Linked DNA regions of Sus scrofa: regions 1, 2 and 4 are each linked to region 3. The links are chromatin contacts, called in public Hi-C and HiChIP or PLAC-seq maps. All regions are on one chromosome and are shown on one strand. The core of a region is the stretch at or near the end of the contact, and the rest is flanking DNA. Distances in the headings are between cores, read along the strand shown.

What was found. Hi-C and Micro-C count contacts between places; a contact is called where the count stands out from the background. HiChIP or PLAC-seq counts read pairs in DNA pulled down with a chosen protein or histone mark.
Region 1: a Hi-C map of skeletal muscle shows a contact between it and region 3, with 3 times the contacts expected there. The contact joins two enhancer-like sites. A contact is called at or near these places in 4 of 47 Hi-C or Micro-C datasets (epiblast stem cells, heart right ventricle, skeletal muscle and 1 more).
Region 2: an H3K27ac HiChIP or PLAC-seq map of skeletal muscle shows a contact between it and region 3, with 2.3 times the contacts expected there. The contact joins two enhancer-like sites. A contact is called at or near these places in 1 of 47 Hi-C or Micro-C datasets (skeletal muscle) and 1 of 2 datasets of contacts at active chromatin or transcription factors (skeletal muscle).
Region 4: a contact with region 3 is called in a Hi-C map of skeletal muscle, with 3 times the contacts expected there. The contact joins two enhancer-like sites. A contact is called at or near these places in 1 of 47 Hi-C or Micro-C datasets (skeletal muscle) and 1 of 2 datasets of contacts at active chromatin or transcription factors (skeletal muscle).

The regions. Positions count from the first base shown.
Region 1 is chr11:23,086,010-23,088,709 of Sscrofa11.1, reverse strand. No RefSeq gene overlaps it. Among named protein-coding and RNA genes, the nearest start is that of CCDC122, 72 kb to the left of the region's middle. Within about 2 kb of position 1,444, at least 1 of the 83 cell types and tissues checked has an H3K27ac peak or open chromatin away from gene starts, as enhancers often do. A contact at or near this core is called in skeletal muscle, where this site is marked.
Region 2 is chr11:23,051,565-23,054,264 of Sscrofa11.1, reverse strand. No RefSeq gene overlaps it. Among named protein-coding and RNA genes, the nearest start is that of CCDC122, 110 kb to the left of the region's middle. Within about 2 kb of position 1,359, at least 23 of the 83 cell types and tissues checked have an H3K27ac peak or open chromatin away from gene starts, as enhancers often do. A contact at or near this core is called in skeletal muscle, where this site is marked.
Region 3 is chr11:22,887,795-22,890,494 of Sscrofa11.1, reverse strand. The region is part of intron 3 of LOC102167197 (a long non-coding RNA gene); the gene reads left to right. Among named protein-coding and RNA genes, the nearest start is that of SMIM2, 6.7 kb to the left of the region's middle. Within about 2 kb of position 1,449, at least 3 of the 83 cell types and tissues checked have an H3K27ac peak or open chromatin away from gene starts, as enhancers often do. A contact at or near this core is called in skeletal muscle, where this site is marked.
Region 4 is chr11:23,111,623-23,114,322 of Sscrofa11.1, reverse strand. No RefSeq gene overlaps it. Among named protein-coding and RNA genes, the nearest start is that of CCDC122, 47 kb to the left of the region's middle. Within about 2 kb of position 1,407, at least 6 of the 83 cell types and tissues checked have an H3K27ac peak or open chromatin away from gene starts, as enhancers often do. A contact at or near this core is called in skeletal muscle, where this site is marked.

The DNA.
Region 1 (2,700 bases), core at 195-2,694, 200 kb before region 3:
AAGCTTCCAAGACACCAGCACTGCTCCACTGGCTCACTAAACTCCATTTGAAAAGCATAAATCAAAGATAAAATCAAGAATTTCAGCACCATGGATGGAACTAGAGACTCTCATACTAAGTGAAGTGAGTCAGAAAGAGAAAGACAAATAGTATGATATCACCTATATCTGGAATCTAATACACAGCACAAATAAACCTTTCCACAGGAAAAAAACCTCATGGACTTGGAGAATAGACTTGTGGTTGCCAAGGGGGAGGGAGTGGGGACTGGGAACCTAGGGTTAATAGATGTAAACTATTGCCTTTGGAATGGATAAGCAATGAGATCCTGCTGTATAGCACTGGCAACTATATCTGGTCACTTATGATGGAGTATGATGAGGATAATGTGAGAAAAAGAATGTGTACACATATGTGTGACTGGGTCACTTTGCTGTATAGTAGAAAACTGACAGAACACTGTAAACCAACTATAATGGAAAAAATAAAAAAATCATTTAAAAAAGAGAGAATTTCAAGACAATGGCATTAACCCCATGCACAAGGCCCTTGTGATCGTGGGGTTCTGTGAGACTGCACTGTAGCACCCTCATAAAGTTGGCCTTGGTTGGGAACGCCGTGTTCAAGGTTATGGAGCCCAGTCATCATCTGCTACTTGGGTCCTCTTCCTGCGCCAAGTTCTTTCCTGCTGCAGCTTTTGGTTTTTGATGTTTTAAGCTTCACCTTAAAACACATCATTCTTTTTATTACTGGTAATCAGCATTAACAATTCCCTATGTCTGAAATCTTCCATAGAAAAAGTGGAAAAATTAGCAGGGATGCACTATCCCTGCTAATTTCAGGGATAGTGCATCAATATGCTTAATCTAAATAAACAAAAATACATTTTAATTGATCTTAACTGGGTTTGGTTAAATTTCGTCTGATCCCCCATCCTTTGTTATTTTGATTATCAAAGGCACTGTTTAATTCTCCAAGGGACCTCTTCGGACAAACTAGTTTTCATGGTTGATTTTAAGTGGAAAATTAGACTATCACACTGGTTTATAAATATGGATCGAACAAATGAGCATATTGTAAGTTGAAGTTCTACTTGAAAAACATCTTTCAAACTCCCAAAGAGGTGGATATGATTTTTTTTCATTGGTTTATGTTGTTTTCAAGTTTTCTGATAAACAGTGGAGCCCGAAGCCAAATAATCCTACTAAAAACATTTTGGGCTAAGATTGACTAAGCCCCATAAAGCCCCTTTTCTAGAAACTTGTATGAGAGTCTCATTTGGGCAACCAAAACAGGATCCTGAAATTATAACTTCTCATGGCACAGCTGACACACTTTGTTTCCTGGCTCCAACGAAAAATATAATCTTAACATGTATCTAGTACCTCTTAAAATACACTCTGACTCATCTCCCAAACCCCAGGGCCTTTACTCCTGGTGTAAATGTGATATTTAAATACACATTGAAGCCTCAGGGGTTGTGAGCTTGGTTAGTGTGGAGCCCTACTTATAATTGGCAATCTCCGTTTGTTTTCGTTATCTTTCTCTGAGATTTCTGGCTCAGCTAACAAAGTGGGGTTGGAAGCATTGGTGAAGAACTCAGAGACCTTCAAGGAGGGAATGAGCCTCTGAGGGTCAGCAAGACTGTTCATGAAGCATGGACAACTGGACAGGGCACTTTTCTGAGTGCCTAATTGGGTCTAGAAGTCATCCTCCAAGGCCCCCGACTTCTCTTTCTCAAACCTCCAAAGAATATTTTGTTTTACTGTCAAGTTCATGGGAAAGGGTGGTGACAAGTAAAATGATGTGGAACTGGGAGGCCATGGGGACAGGAAGAGAAAGAGAATTTCCAGAAGCTTGGCTGATATGCCCAAATTCAGCATAATGCTGCTGAAGGTTGTACTGGCTTAGGAGAATTGATCGGTAAATATTTTGGTAGCTTGAAAATGGCCAGGGAATTGGTATATTATACTACAAATAAACCCCCTCCTACCCCTCCTACCCCTCCCACCAGCCCTGGATTTGGTTTACTAATTCTATCGTGTCTGATTTTAAGATTACACTACTTTTTTTTTTGCCATTTCTTGGGCTGCTCCTGCAGCATATGGAGGTTCCCAAGCTAGGGGTCTAATTGGAGCTGTAGCCACCAGCCTATGCCAGCTCCACAGCAACGCAGGATCCGAGCCGTGTCTGCAACTACACCACGGCTCGTGGCAACATCGGATCCCCAACCCACTGGGCAAGGCCAGGGATCGAACCCGCAACCTCATGATTCCTAGTCGGATTCGTTAACCACTGAGCCACAACGGGAACTCCAAGATTACACTACTTTTTAGAAATGTTCTCTAGCTCCCTCTGATTGCCTGTGGCTCGTTCTTTGGGAGGTTCTGAGACCTTTATCTCCAATTTATCACTATTATTTATGTATCTGCCTTAATTCCTGGCCATATGAGCCATACTGTTTAGCATACAGTAAATGTTTAACAAATGTCACTTGAATCAATGCACCCAGAAAATGCATTGTTTTTCAGGCTCATGTTAAAACTAAGAAAAGAGAAATATTTACTAACAGGATTTTTTCTTTTTTTAAATTCTTTATTCATGGATGTAGCATTTACTGAGCTCCCATCATGCAACAATGTACTAGGCCCTGGGCTTTATCACATAGTAAAGTATGTTTCCTTTCTTCAAGAAGCTCA
Region 2 (2,700 bases), core at 110-2,609, 160 kb before region 3:
AAAGACATAGCTTTTAAATGGTTGCATAATATTCCCTATCATGGATTAACTATTATTTATCCTAAATATCTTACTGGACATTTGGTTTGTTTCCAAATGATTGTTCAGTTATCTAAACTTTTATGTATAGTAGCTGTTTATTTCCTGATGATCAATTTCAAAAAAAAAAAGTTTTTTTTTTCAAGAAATAGAATCTTCACAAAGACATGTCTGTTTTTATGGCTTTTGACACGCACATCACCAAATTGCTTTCCTAGTCTCTCAAATGTTTAATAGTAATGAAGCACTGAGAGATCACAGACATTTGCATATGATGGAACACATTTGAATAATGCAATAAAATGGAAAATCTGATGCAATCATCTGACACATTTGGGAAAAGGCTGGATTTGATTGTTCTGGCCCCTATTTTGAATTGACTAAGTAATGGATAACTGGTCTCCATATTTTCCACTTACTGTGAAAATTTATTAAGATAAATTAAATTGCTTCAGACTTGCAATTGGGTCTTTCTGGTTCCTAGACTGTGGTTACTGCCCTGACTGGTCAGCCTGGGGTGAAGAACACTTCCTGGCAGTCAGCAGGCTCATTATGCTGGGATCTAGAAACATGAGAACCAAAGAGAGGAAAGCTAATCCACCAAATAAACAGAGAGGTGTGGTGGACCCATAAGGGGCAGTTAGCCCAAGACAGTATATTCACCCTAGGCTGAAAAGACCCACCTCGTGCCTTGAACCCCAGTGGGTCCTGAATCCTGACCCCACCTATCCACCTCTGTGAGAATGTAGGATGCTTGCCCCCTTTCTGGTCCCTTCTTGGTCCCCAGGTTCGAGGTTCTTACTGAATAGCCTGAGGACAACTGAGATGTTAAAAATAGAAGGAGACCTTTCCAGAGGCTTCTCAGGATATGTTGCCAAATTTCTGGGAATACGTAAGAAGTTTGGGCTGCAGAAACTTGGGTGATCCATGAATATAAACACTTCACTAGGGGAAATCCAGCTACATTTTTTAACAAAGCCTCTTTTAAAAATGTCGGTTTTCAAAATGCTATCTTTTCCAAATTATACTTACACAGTGGCATCAAACAAGAAAACTCTTTGATAAAACCCTGGGAAGGGTGGAAACGAGAAAGATGTGGGTGGGAGCTGTGCTCGATCACAGCTTAAGAAGCTCAGCTTTGATCATTCAGCGGTGAAGGGACAAGACCATTATGCTTCCAATTCACAGCCTCAAACCAAAACTTGTTAATAAGTCATGTCTCACCCACTCTATTAATGATCAGCAAATGACAGGAACTCTGGCCAAGAGGCCCAGACTTTAGGACAGAGTGTCAAATAACAGCTGACACCGGCGACTAAAAATAGTACTTAGGATTTAAATGAGTGACTCAGACTTGATTTCCTACAAGTGCCTGGGATAATACTGTACATAGGAGAGGGCTGTTTTTAAATGTTTCTCTTTTATGTGAAAGGAGGATTTTATTGCAGCCATCTGGGCAGTAAGCTCAGACTCAGCTCTGCAGGAGTTGCATGCACGCACGTCCACCTACAAGGCTGAGGGCACTTGGCACCGCTGGCCTCCTAAGCACGTGTGTGCACTTGACCTGGTCTCCAACAACAGGAGGATGGTTCAGGAAGTTACGTCCCAGTTTTACACCATTTCCAGAAACTTCTCCCTTCATACTCTTCCCGTCATTCTCTTCTTCATAAGATGAGGACAATTAAAAGGCTAACTAGTCAATGATGAATGACACAAGCTAAACAAGCCAGGATACTCTTTGTCAAAGCTGATAAACTGAAGAACCAAATGTTTCTTTCTAGAATATACACATAACGACTTTCAAAATGTTGGCTAAATGGACCAGATATTTTTAAAATAAAGTTTACAATAAAACATACATTTGTTGTTCATTGGATATTAATTTTTTTTCTTCAAATTTGTTAGTATTGGCTAATTAGATGGGTCAATGTGCCCTTCTGAATTTCAATCAGTATCACTATATGTCAGGGCAGTGAAGGATATTTAAGCTATCCATTCTCAAGGTTCTAGCTGCTGTGAAATGCATATCCCTTGAAAGGAGATGAGCTTCTTCTCCCCTTGGACATTTTCCCACTACACAGCCAATTACCAGATCACATTTTACTTAGGGATCACACAGTCTGTCTACACTCCCTGCCTGGTCATTGCTGTCTTGGGAACTTCCCAGTCAGGAGAACAGAGAATGGAGCCTGGAGAAAATTATGCGAGTCAGTTTTCCACAGGGATTGCAGACCAGAAGTACATGTTCAGAACTCAATTACCAGATCCAAACAGGACAGCACAGGAAGGGGCCGTCATACCTTAAAACCTGCTAGAGTATAAGTTGAATGGAACCCATGTATGATGAGGTCTGAGTTTAGACCATGAGACCTCAAGAGATTCCCTGAGCCAGGAATTTGCAACAGCATTACTGCAGTTTCTCAGTTCTCAGACATGGGCGTGGTGGGCACTTAAAGATGGACACTCAGCAGATATAGCCAGTAGGAGGCGCTAGGATGCAGAACCAGAGCCCCTAACAAAATTTCTCCAAGAGTTTCCAGCCTATTGACTCCAGTTTAAATAGCCTGGACTTTTCACATGGGTGTGCAAAGGGTACCATGGGCCTTTTAAAAAATGCGCTAGTAATCTAAATGTCCATTGACAGGGTAATGGATAAAGAAG
Region 3 (2,700 bases), core at 200-2,699:
AACAGGACTTGGCGTACATAAGTCCAATATAAAGTTTTGCCTAATCATCCTGAGCCTCGATTTTTCTCATCAGGAAAAAATGGGTAGGCGTTCCCCCTGTGGCACAGTGAGTTAACGATCCAGCTTGTCTCTGCGGAGGCGCCGATTCAATCCCCAGCCTGGCCTCGTGGCTTAAGGATTCAGCCTTGCTGTAGGTCGCATCTCCAGCTCATATTCTATCCCTGGCCTGGTAACTTCCATATGCCACGGGGTGCAACCGAAAAGGGAAAATAAAAAGAAGAAAGAAAAAGAAAAAAATAACTATATGTAGGATACTTGGCATAGCACCTGACATATGGCCTATTCCCAGTAATTATTATTATTATAATCATTATTATTATTATTATTATTATTTTCTATTACTTATCCTGCAAGTGGAGGATACTTTCTGAGGCTGAATTTAATTGGATAATAGAAACCTTCTTCTTGTGGATACTTTTGGTCTCTACTGATGATTAGGGGAGAAAAGGAGCTATTTCTGTGTGGTTCTGAGCCAGCCTCTTCCCTCATACTTTGTCTTCTTTCCCTAATGCTCTGCAAACCTTCCTCATAGACCCAAACACTCCAGTGCATTCCCCTTTCTCTGATAAATGAGTGAAGGAAGGTGTATTAATTTTCTTGGACTGACACACCGCAAACTTGGTGGCTTCACACAACAGAAATTTATCTTCTCACAGCTCTGGAATCAGAAGTTGAAACCAAGGTATGGGCAGGGCCACCTTCTCTGAAAGCTCTAGGGGAGAGTTCCTTGTCTCTTCCAGCTTCTTGGCGGCTCCGGGCATCCCTTGGCTTGTGGCAGCATCACTCTAGCCTCTATATTTGTCTTCACATGGCTTCCTCCCTTTGTGTGTCTCTGTCACAAATCTTTGTCTGCCTGTCTCCATTCATGACCCCTGTCACTGGATTTAGGGCTTACTCTAAATTCTAGAAAATCTCATCTTGAGATCCTTAATTATATCTGCAAGGACAGTTTTTCCAAATAGATTCACATTCACAGTGATCGGGATGAGGACATATCTGTTGGGGCCGCCTATTCAACCCACTAGAAGGGGTAATAGGGCTCTCATTGGTTCTAAATAGAACCTACATATATCTCCTTTGTGCTTTTCCTTTTCCCTGCACCCATGTCCCAGTCTCATTGATATTTCTTTCCTGTGACATTGAGAGCCAGAGGGGCAAGCAAGACATCCAGACCACCTAGTCCCCTTCCTGGGCTCCACTCTGGTCATGTTTGCACCTGCTTCCTACCTCAGGAGCCACTGTTGGCAGTACATTAGATACCTGAGCCCGTGAAAGCTTATTCTGTTGGCCCACCCAGTTGCCTTGCAGACAGCCAGGAGAGTCAGATGTCACCCTGGGACCTTGCAGGGCCAGCTTGCCCCACCTGGCTCTTCACCAGGGTTGCCTTGGTCACACATCAGGTTTCATAGATGAGGCCAAAGCAGGAGACCCTGGTGAGCTGGAACCAGTAGGGGCAGTGGATCTGGGTCAGAGCAGGAATTATGTTTGCACTTGGACCAGGCAAACAGACTCAGAGACGGAATCTGGGTCAAAAGTTTGGCAGAATGGTGGAAACATGAAGCCTGATACACAAATTAAGATGGAGACTAGCTCTTCACCCGCACAGGCCAGTTCTTGGTTCTTCAAAGTCCGATTGAGCTGAGTCTGTGACATGTGGCATATCATGGATGGTAAGGGCCAACTAAATGTATATTAACAGATACTCGCTGGGCCATCATTATTTGCTTAATGCCAGGATCTGTGGATACAGAGATAAGACAGGGCAGGGGACACATGTACCTAAAAAATGAATTTTCATGAACGGTGATATCTCTTATGTAAGGTGTTGTAAGAGGTCCAAGGAGAGCATAACTCATTCTGCCTTGGACTGGGGAGTGGGTCATGATGGAGGCACAGAAGAGGTGATATTTGAGCAGGATCTTAAGGAATTCAGTCTGAGGCGTGTGGAGGGACAGCCCAGAAAGTGCACTGTCCAGTTGACGGTGCCTCTTCTTCCCCTCTTTCTCTGTGTCCAACTCCTCCAAAGTCTAGACCTTGCATAAAAAGAACTGCTTTTGGAGTTCTTCTCGTGGCTCAGCTGTTAACGAATCCGAATCTGACGAGGAACAATGAGGTTGCGGGTTCCATCCCTGGCCTCGCTCAGTGGGTTAAGGATCTGACATTGCTGTGAGCTGTGGTGTAGGACTGCAGCTGCAGCTCCGATTTGACCCCTAGCCTGGGAATCTCCATATGCCACAGGTGTGGCCCTAAAAAGACAAGAAACAAAAACAAAAACAAAAAACCCAAAAGAATTGCTTTTGCACAAGAACTATTGCTAATCAGCAATCCAAAGACAGATATCAAACATGTCCCACAAATGGGCCCAGGGAAATAATCAACCAGTACGGCCTCCAGCTATGAGGAACTGGTTTGGTGGGTACCGGCTACATGGGAGAGGCCCTACAGCCTCAACCACCATCCCTGCCGTGGTAAACTCGGGGATGTTTACCTAGTTTCAGTGATACGTCACTGTCGAGATTATCATGTCACCTGTTTGGATATCTTTCTTACTAAATTCTTCCATTTATTTTACATACGTAAGCTGATGTCAAACCCTAAGAAAAAATTTCTGATTTTAAAACTCCGGCAGAAGGGAAGGAG
Region 4 (2,700 bases), core at 158-2,657, 220 kb before region 3:
AGGGGTTGAACCCTTACCACTGCAGCGACCTGAGCCATAGCAGTGACAAGGCCAGATCCTTAACCTACTGTGTCAATAGGGAACTCCTTCTGTGTGATGTTATAGTTATGGATACATGTCCTTATCATTTATCCAAGTCCATAGAAGGTGTAACAACGAGAGTGAACCCTAAGTTAAATTCTTGGTTAAAAAAAAAAAAAAAAAAAAAAGACCTGTTCTGGTGAGTGACATTGATATTGGGGGAGGTTATGTGTGTGGGGGGGAGAGGAGACATAGGGGAAATCTCTGTACCTTCCTTTCAATTTTTTTGTAAACCTAAAACGATCTCAAAGGTAAAGTCGTAAAAATAAGTATCCGCTTCTCCACACATACTCTGAAAACAGGTTGACTTACAAGGCACATCTAAGTTCCACTGTGGCCAGAAAAGCACAGACCCCTCTCAGAATTCAAGTCTGTATTTACTTGTTGTGGAAGTGTTTGATACAGAGGCTTCTTGCCTTCTGTTGTTCACCCTTTTCCTCATCAGTATCCCATTTCTGACACCAACATTTAACAGCATCGTGGTCAAGGAGCACTGTTTTACACATCCCAAGACACCTATCTTACTCTATCTTGTGTTACATTCCCTTTTTGTGCTTGGATACCTACCCAGTGTCGTAACTTTGTAGGTACCCTCCATAGCTTTAATCTCTGTCCTTACCGAAGATTCCATAAATGAATGTTAAACTGAATTGAGTTTAGGCAACAGGACAAAACAGACCCAACAAATCCACTCTAAAATATCAGTAATCTGTCGGAGGAATAGAAATAGGAACAAAAACCATCAACACAGGACCTCAGGCTACTCTGGCACACAGGAAAGTTGTTTTGAAATGTGGCAACTTGGTGGTACTGGTGAGGGACGCTAAGTGTGCCAATCACAGGGGGAGGAGGCAACAGTACGGCTCAGAATCAAGAGCAGTAACACAGACTGAGTGCCTCTGCCCAGACTTAGCCTCACATGATCCTCAGGAGAATCTGACAGGTGGACCACCAAGGGGATCCAGGAAATATTGCAAACACAGGTACTCAGTCCATTGTTAATGTTGGCCAGATCACACCCATTATGAGTTAGGAAATTCTAAAAATCACAAAGCAAGAATGTTTCTATCTCTTTCTTAGGCATCTAAAAATGCAATTAACTACCAGTGAGAAAGAGAGAAGAAATCAGATTCCTCAAGAGGAGGAGGAGAGGTGTTGAGTCCTCTTTTTTTTTTTTTTTTCTCTAACATATTTTTCTATGGTTAGCAAAACTCTGCTCATCAATCCTTTGGTGTTGACAGCAAAGTATTTCACAGTATCTGCCAGGTTCCTGGCGATCTGTAAATCATCCACCTTCTCCCAGACTTACTGCCTCTGGAGGGCCCTGTGGGGCAGCATCTTGCTTGAAGCTGAAAATAATTGCTGATCTTTCTAAAGGCAGAGAGAAGCCTGGGGGAAGGACTACTGGACATGGAGACTAGTGGCGGGGGTGGGAGGTGAGGGTGAGGTGGGGTGGTCGGGTTGGGGGAGAGGAGTGTGGTTAGGGAGAGCTCAAAGCATCGGGGCATACTCACCAGTTTGCAAATGTACATTTTCCTCAAAAAAATTCAGTTGAAAGCGTTTCCCAGGTCTGCACATGCAGCTCTGCTGGCTGGTCTTCTGTGGCAGCAGCGATCAGAGATGATGGCAAAGCTCTGTGAATCCTGGTGGAAAGACTGTCCCGTGATGTGCCCCAGGGGACTTTCTGCCTTCCAGCTGACAGCATCATTTGTTTCCAAAAAAAAAAAAAAAAAAAAAAAATGTGTTTCCAATCAAGACTGAAGCTGAGAAATGTTCCTGACAGGGGTGGAGGATGTAGCATGCATGGCCTGTTAGATTTGCATTCTTTGTTCAGTGGGACATAAAGTCACTGTTCTACCAACAAACTGAAACACTGAGGATATTTTCTTTCTCAGCTTTTTAGACACATGATCCCTTTCCACCTCGACCTCCTTCCCATGCAGACATGCACACGTCCACCTTACTACTTTAGAATCAGGTCTTTTTCTTTTCTTTTAGTTGCAGGTATAATAATCAACTAATCAATCAATCAATTTCTCTCTATGTCTCTGTCTCCCTTTCTCCAATATTTCCTAGTCCCATGGCTAACTTTCCTTCCAGATTTGGTGATTTTAAATTCAGGACCATCCTGAGTAAAGATTTTTTTTATCATTAAAGATATGTGAAAAAAAATGTGCCGCCAGCCCTATAGGAAATACTGAAAGTTCATTCCAAACAATTTTTTGAGTGGGGATTAGTTGCTGAAATAAGAGAAATAACTGTTTCCCACAATGGCTAATGTGAAGGGGATGAGAGGTACCTAGAAGGGTAGAGTTTGGTGCATTTGGCAAAAAACAAAACAGCCTTCTTGCTGTATAATGACAGCTTGTGTTATAGGTTTGTTCCTAACATGGAGATGTTGCCAAGGCAATAGCTTGGCAATCTTCTACATGGCTGCTTTTTACATTAATCCACACAGGCTTCACGGACGTTAATCTTTATAACACACCTATGCAGGCCAGAAGGGCAGAATGTATTTTTTTTAGTCTGGTTTTCGTGAAGGGAAAGAACAATAGAAGACAAATGTTTCTAGTCTCTCCTCTTCTTTCCAGGACATGCTGTCTGAGACCAGACCACGGA